Linked DNA regions of Gossypium hirsutum: region 1 is linked to region 2. The links are chromatin contacts, called in public Hi-C maps. All regions are on one chromosome and are shown on one strand. The core of a region is the stretch at or near the end of the contact, and the rest is flanking DNA. Distances in the headings are between cores, read along the strand shown.

The links. Hi-C and Micro-C count contacts between places; a contact is called where the count stands out from the background.
Region 1: a contact with region 2 is called in a Hi-C map of leaf, with 1.8 times the contacts expected there. The contact joins the promoter of LOC107904782 here to the enhancer-like site in region 2. A contact is called at or near these places in 9 of 34 Hi-C or Micro-C datasets (fibers, hypocotyl, leaf and 1 more).

What each region holds. Positions count from the first base shown.
Region 1 is chrD05:29,282,800-29,287,017 of Gossypium_hirsutum_v2.1, reverse strand. It overlaps LOC107904782, which reads left to right and starts at 2,508. Exons shown (of 4, transcript XM_016831272.2): 1 at 2,508-2,837.
Region 2 is chrD05:29,195,486-29,199,588 of Gossypium_hirsutum_v2.1, reverse strand. No RefSeq gene overlaps it. Among protein-coding and RNA genes, the nearest start is that of LOC121218107, 21 kb to the left of the region's middle. Within about 2 kb of position 1,613, at least 8 of the 9 cell types and tissues checked have an H3K27ac peak or open chromatin away from gene starts, as enhancers often do. A contact at or near this core is called in fibers and leaf, where this site is marked.

The sequences.
Region 1 (4,218 bases), core at 1,259-3,758, 87 kb before region 2:
CATTAAGACATTAAACAATCAATTCGGTACCAATTTTGGGCGTCACGAGGGTGCTAACCCTTCCTCGTGCGTAACCGACTCCCGAACCTGTTTTTCTCAAAATTCGCATACCAAAAATCATTTTAATGGTGAACCGGTCACACCTTAATAAAAGATCGGTGGCGACTCCCTATTTTTATTTTCAAAGTATATCCCCCTTTTTTCGGAATTAAAAAAAATGGTTTCGACAGCATAGTTCGTTGTAAATCATCTAATGAGTCAATGGATCTCTCATGGTTTATTCGTTGGGACCATAATAGTTGAGTCCACCAACTTAAAGCATAGCTGGAGAATTCCAAGGTAGCTAATGGAACCTTCTGTTCCTCTGAACATTTGCAATATTCAAACAACAACTCAATTTTATTCTCCCAATCACAATAGATGTCAAGATCACACTTGCCGTTAAATAGTGGAACACTGAATTTTGGTTTATTTACAGAAAAGTGGCTACGAGAATTAGTACCGGAGGTTGCATCGCGAGTACGCGAGCCACGTTTAATACGTCCAGAAGATTGTCGCGGCTCATAACCATCATCATAATCATCAATCTTATCATCATGGTGAAGAGGCTGCTTATTATCATCATCATTGTTAGTTTCCATTCGAGCTAAAGTTTGACTGAAATTTTGTTGGTCCGCTTTGTGATGAAGGACCTGAGCTTCCAATGTGGTGAACTTATTTTCCAAGTGTTGTTGTGCCTCTTTGAATTCTTGTCGAAGTTCGTTAAGCATTGTTGTAAGTTGGTCCATGGTAACCATGGATAGATCATGCTCATCGTCCTTACTATGTGTACATACCATTAATAGAGGCTAAAATAAAAAACACTTAGAAAAAAATGATCAAAGAAAATTAAACATCACCATTATACACTCGCAATAAAAAAAACACTAAGAGACAAAGAAAAGAAATTAAGATTTTCTCACTTGTAACTTTTAAAACGTAATCAAACTCAATAATATTAAAAAAGATGTGGGATCACCCTCTAACAAAGTTGACCTAAGGCTCTAAGAAGCCGAATAAGAACTCGACTCCAAAAGAAGTAAGTTGGGTGGACAAAGGACCTATTAACACAAGAAATGAAAATATGTTAGAATGCATAATAGAATAAAAAAAACTAAAACAAAAGAAAACCTAATTCTAGAATCAAAGAAAATAAGCTACCCAACTGAAAACTTGAAACAATGAAAAACAACTAGAAATTTTTTTCGTTTGAGGTATTCCCGATTTCCAAAAATCACAAAATTTAAACCGGAATTTCCTCAAATAATGTAGATTTGATCTAGAAAACTTCAGCACAAAATTCAACCCACAAAATTTTTTAATATATATTTTTTTGCATTTTCTTTTTTTGTCTTTTTTTATATCTTTTTTTGTGTGAAATATTTTTGTATACTCTAAAATAGTGCCAAGAAATATTATGTAAAATTTAGATCGTTTGAAAAACGTTCACCCACTGAAAAATATTTTTTCCTGAAAACTTTATGGATAAAAGGAAAAAAAAATTGTTTTGAGATTGTTCGTTGAAAATCAATTTATAAGAACACAAAGACCACCTAAAATGCCAAATCTAATATCAAATGATACAGAATGAACAAAGGAAGCGAAAGAAGGATCGAATTCAAGTTGTACTTGGATTTAGATCTCGTGATTGAGCCTTGAGGGAAACTAATCTCATCTCTATTATGACCTTTGAATTGGATCGAGCTGCTCGTATCGTAATTAAATTATATTATACATAGGCAACAATTTTGGTGAGAATTTTTATAATGAGAACGAAAATTTTATCAATTCTTGAATAAAAAATGAATATTTTTAAAGCATAGACTTATCATTTATCTTATCTCATTAAAATAAAATATGAAATAACCCTTTTTTTTGCTTTTTATTATTTATTTAAATAAGGATATAAAAAATTTGAAGAACTTTAAATTAAAATGGAGTATAGATTTGAAAAGAAAACAAAGCTTATGTGTTTAGAAAAAACAAACAAATCAGTTTGAAAAATAAGGTTGATTAATTGATTCGCAAATTAGTATGAACTGGTTGAATTGAATTTTTTATTTTTAGTAATTTATTTAATTAAAAAATTAATCAATTAAATTAAAAATCGATAACGTAATCAGCCTAGTTAAAAATAAGCTATGTGCTTTCTTTATGTATTTAATTTTGTCCAAAATTTTAATTTTAAATGAAAAAGAAAAATTCAAGAAGATTATTGAAAATTAAAATTCTGCATTTTTATATTCTTATTTAAATGATAAAAAAAGTTTAGAAGTTAAAAATTTTATTGAAGTAAATAAGTGATAAATCTATTATTTAAAATCCAAGAATTGATAATAAATTTGTTCTCATAGTTGTAGGCATCATTGGCCAAATTTTCTATGTTTCCTACAAAGGAAGAAAGAGACCGGATTTGGGATGACGTGGAAGATTGTGAAAGGACCTTCACATTCTTATGAGAGTACTATTGTTCAGTTTAGCAAAAAAAAAAAAGCAGAGGACTTCCCTCTACACGCGTTTGGTATTCGAGAAAGTGCCTCCCCTCGAGAAAATTTTTTGACTCTATTCCCTTTTTTTTTTCTCGGGAAATAATAAAAAAACAAACACAATAGCAAAAAGTTCAAAAGGAAAACCCTAACAAATAATAAGCTTCCCAAATGCACCGTCACATCTACCTATCTCGTATAGCATCTCCCTAGCGTCGTCGTTTTTCGTCTCTCCCGCCGATCAGATCAGGCCTCTCACCGGCGAGAGATTGTCACAGTCTTTTCTCTACTGTTTATTATCACGATTCCCAGGTTTATTTCCTTTCTCTCTCAGTCTAAATACTTTTTCTTTATTTGCTTGATTGTTATATGAAGTGTAAACTATTGGATTTTCCTCAAGTTTTTTGGTGGATATTTTGTGTCTTTCAACTTGTTGATCGCTTACTTGCAATGAGAGGAGCAATGTTTCTGTTTTAATTTGATGAATTTTAGTAAAGAAAATAAAATTTGGCCACTCTTAGTGTAGGCTCTTTTAGAGTAATTTAGGACTTGGTGAGCTCAAATCAATGCCAAAAGGTTCATTTTTGAATGCTTGTGTTTGTGTGAAAGTTAGGTATTGAGCTTGTTAGTTTGAGGTTTAGCCATGCCAATATCATTGATGGTGAATGCCAGGAAAGATCGAGAAGTTGTTAATGTTCTTATATGTTTCGATATTTGGATTCAATTGTACATCTGTTTTCTATTAAATCAGCCATTATAAACTGGTTATAATTGCATTATTTGAAAGCATTTAGTGGCTCAGATGCTAATGTCTATATAAACACTGAGATATAATTATGACAACTCAATTTAAAATTACAAGCAGTGGTCAAGGGTGTACTTTGGGCTTCATTGATGGCATTTTAAGGTCTTTCAGTTTATTGGATTTGAATGGGCAAAATCGAGCCGAATATTATCTTTTTAATAAGCATGGTTGAATAGGCTTTCTCTTATTTTTTATTGTAGTAAGAACAAGTCTGTTTACTTGTATGAATGCTAGAATTTAAGCAGTTCTTTGCATCCATGGATGGTGCTCATATCTATGATGGGAGAAAATCCAGTCAAATCTTATCTCTTTTAAGAAGTATGATTGGATAGATTTTTATTGTTTCGTTTTGGTTATCATAAATAGGAATCTGTTTATTTTGTATGAGTATAATTTTAAAACTCTTTGCTTCCATTTACTGAATGATTAATGATAGGGTTCATATCTATGATAGGAAGCAAGTTTCTGTTTTGTCCTAGTTTCCAATGCTTTAAGCATCCAATTTGTACAGAATGACACTGCTCATCCTTATTGTTTGATCCTAATTTGCCCACCGTTTACTGTCCTGGTATTTTAAACCTCAAAAGCATCATTCTTTGCTGTTAGGTTGGAATGGTTTTGTGCACTTGCATGTGCTTCTATCATGTTTTGCGGATTACAAGTCCTGTTAGAATGGTTGCATTTATGGTTATACGAATAGGGTTTAACCGTGAGTTTTTCTGCGTATAAGGCATAGGGAGCCATAAAGTTCAGTATTTGACTTTTGAATTTTGAATCTTTCATTAGAACTTAGAAGACGCATAATTGTATGCCATAACGGGCTGAGATGAGATGCAAAATGGTTAATGTCAGATGATACCGATGACCCTTCTTTGGCTATGTCTTTCC
Region 2 (4,103 bases), core at 364-2,863:
GGTTAGTAGTTTGGGCTTGTAATTTGGGTAATGTATTTGGGCCTGTATATTTTTGTAAATGGACTTGTTATTATTTTGGTTTTATTTATTTATTTATTTATTTGGGTTTATGGTGGGTCGAGCAAAATTGGGCTGTTACATTGTGCATCTACCCCACAAAAAATAGCATAAAGTGCTTTGGAGTTGGCATTAGCAATCCTTTCTTCTTCAATAGTTCAAGTTGCCCCATGCTTGGAAATAGACAAGTAAGGCAATAAAAAAATGCCTGAAGTTGTGGCCACTATTTCAACCACAAAATTAACATTGCCTTCAAATGTGTTAATATATGTAATCCCATTATCTACGTGACATCACTTTTACATTTAATTTATATATATATAAACACTTATGTTGATGCAATTTGAAAAAAATTATATATTTTTTAAATTTTATATAATTGAATCAAGGTTTAAATGAAAAATTGGCCCTCAAGCTATAGTATTTTTCTCATTTAGGTACCTAAACTTTTGTTGATCAAAAGTGTACCTAAACTATGATTCTGTTAATTTTTTAATATAACCATTTTTTTGCCATTAATCAATATTTCTTAACCAATAATATTATGACACGTGGCAAAAACTTTAGTTTAAGGGTTTTTTTCCCTTCTCCCTTCTCTCCTACGTTCCTATCTCATCGTTTTACTCCTCCCCGTTAAACTCTCCTTAAAAATTTTAAACTATAAATTTTTCAACTTAACAAAATACAAAATAACTTTTAATAAGCATTAGATAATGAACAATCACAAAGCTCTCTCCTAATTGCAATATGTTAAATATGGATTTTCGAACTCAAAATAAAATTTCAAGATATTTTGGAAATTGCACTCTTTGAGTTTCCATTTCTCTGTTCCTTACAAGCTTTTTTTTAATAAGCCATGCTTCAAATATTTTTTAGCTTTAATCCCTCTACCAGACATCTCCTCCATTATCTCTCTAGCTTTCTTTATATTTCCATTTCTACACAATCCTATAATCACACAGGTTAATGAATAAGCAGAAATTTCAACACCTGATTGTACCATTTGATCAAAGAAATCTAAAGCCAGCCCCAATCCATCCGCTCTCTTATGAGTATTTAAATGAACAATACAAGTTCTCTCATCAATCTTAATTCTTAATCCCATTATTCTTCACATGATCAAAAGTCTTCGGTGCCTCACTAAAATTCCCATTATTAGAGTAAACTTTAAGTATGGAATTAAAAAACTTAGTCGTAACTTTAAACTCAAAACAACAATTCTCAACAGCGGAAGCTATGACAAGAAAAGGGCACCTGGGATTCTCATCAACAGAGTTTTAACGAAGAGTTTAATGAAGCGAGGAGGAGGAAGATGAAAAAGCAACGTGGAAGAGGAGAGAGAAGGCGGAGAAAAATAAAAAAAATTAAAGTTTTTACCAAGTGTCATAATATTATTGGTTAAGGAATTTTTGTTAACCGAAATAAACGGTTGGACTAAAATATGTAATGGAATTACTTTTAATAAAAAATATTTAAATAAGATAAGACTAGAGAGAAGTTGAATATCAGACTCTAACAGCAAGTTTGGTTGGGTGTATGCCCTATTATGGGCTTATTACATTACACCCCTATTCCTAAAATCTGTTGCTTTCTATTCCCTTCCAAAAGCTCAGTTTTGCTTCCGTTTTACAGCTCCTGATTTTTATGCCCTGCTTTACCCTTCCAACCCGAAAGCCACCTCCACCCTCTCCCTCCCAACATCAAATAGAAGCACACACCTCCTCCCTCTTTTTCTCCTCCTTTTTCCATAAGCTAAACAAACGCAGCTTGATCTTCAAATCCCTACACCTAATAAATCCATCGGTTTTCGTTTTGTAAATCCAACGGAGAGGTGGCGGATTGCTTGACGCGTATCGCGATTGTCAGCTCTGACCGCTGCAGGCCCAAGAAGTTCCATCAGGAATGCAAGAAGAGCTGTCCTGTTGTTAAAACCGGTAACATAAACTTTATTCTTCCCGTTACTGATTATTTTTTTCATGTTTTTTAGTATGGAGTTGTTTTCCTGTTTTCGGAGATTTAGAATTAGGGGTTAATCTAATGTCATCTTAATCGAATTGCCTTAAATGTATTGTTTCAGTATTTCTTCTCGAACGATGTTGATTATTGGAGAATCGGTGAAAGTAACAAGGAAACTTATTGTGCTTGTGTTGCAAGCCAGATTAGTATCAGCCGGTAACCTGAAAGAAATAGGGACGAATATAGAAGAACAGTGAAGAAGTATAAGATAACAGATTGTTAGGAGGAAACTATAATTCTTGGATACGGAATTCTTGTCACAATAATGTTTCTGACAGCATGTATATAGGATTATTATTCTGTACACTGCCAGTGGAGTTTTATTTAAACTTCACAAGTGGCCTTATAATTGTAAACTAATTAACCATCATTCTAGACTTGCACTTTGGATATTGTTAATGCTTGTAACTTATTTGTCTTGTCGGACACTTGATATTCAAGTCAGCTGTTACCCTGCTACTTGGGTCTGGTTTATCTATTCTTTCCTGCTTCAGATAGTCTATCTCACTTTGTTTCTCCTCCTGCAGGGAAACTTTGCATTGAGGTTACCCTTGCCTCAAAGATTGCTTTCATCTCTGAAGAGTTGTGCATTGGTTGTGGTATCTGTGTCAAGGTATGTAAGTTCACTTTGATATCGAATTGGTGTTGGTTTCTATGTTTGCAGATGACGAATAGTATGTGTCTAAAGCTGAACCACCTATCTTCTGATGCAGAAATGCCCATTTGAAGCAATTAAAATCATCAACTTACCAAGGGATTTGGATAAAGATACAACCCATAGATATAAGAATATTACTTTTAAACTACACAGGTTTATTCATTCATATTGTTCTTGAAAATTTTTGTAATTTTCGCATGCTTTCTTTTTTTTCTTTCTCCCACCACCTCCATTTTGAGATGGTTTTGAATTGTAATTTCAGGTTACCAGTTCCAAGGCCTGGGCAAGTTCTTGGTCTGGTTGGAACCAATGGCATTGGAAAATCAACTACTCTTAAAGTTTTCGCTGGGAAGCTAAAGCCAAACTTGGGTCATTTCAATGTATTTCTTTGAAGTTTTGTTTCTTTAATTGCTTCTTTAACCGTGTGCTTTCTTTACCTATTTGGATAATCTATTTGCAGAATCCTCCATATTGGCAGGAAATTGTTAGAAGCTCAAAAATTGAGAAAATTTTGAGAGAGAACAGAAAGAACAGAGAAGGAGAGAATAGGAGGAGAAGAAGTTTGTTTTCATTCAACAATTTTCATAACCGCCTTCCTCACACATTTCAGCTTAAAAGGAAAGGAAAATAATAAGAATTTGACGTGGCAAAAATAGTTAAACAAAACTCATCGTTTTACTAACGTACTACGCCCCGTTTTACTAATTTTTCCTTCAGTCCAAAACTCACATTGTTTTATTAACTTTTCTAGCTCTCATCAATGCCACCCTCTCAGAACCAAAATCCTTGTCCTCAAGGATGAAAATGAGGAAACTTAGCCTGCAACTCTGACAAAGACTCCCAAGTAGCATCTTCTGAAAAAGAATCAATCCACTCGACAAGAACTTCAGTGATAGCTTGATTCCCTCTTCTAACCATCCGCCTATCGATAATTTTGACCGGTTCCTTCGGTAAAACACCATGAACATCGACCAAAGGTAAGTGAGATTGTGAAGGAGTAGACCCTATATGTTTCTTCAGCTGGGAGACATGGAAAGTTGGATGGATACGGGACCCCGGAGGTAGTTGCAGAGTATACGCTACATCGCCAACCTTCTTGAGTACTGGAAAAGGGCCATAGTATTTAGGAGAGAGCTTTTGATTGAGGATTTTCCTGACAGTTTTCTGCCTATATGGATGTAACTTCAAATAGACCCAATCACCAACACGAAAAGTCCTTTCACTTCTATGTCTATCTGCAAACTGTTTCATGCGCCCTTGAGCTCTTTCTAAATGGAAATGTAGTAATTTCCTTGCAGCCTCATGAGCTTGCAAGCTCCTATCAACGACAGCCACCGAAGAAACCCCAGCTAGGTATGGCATGTGTAACGGC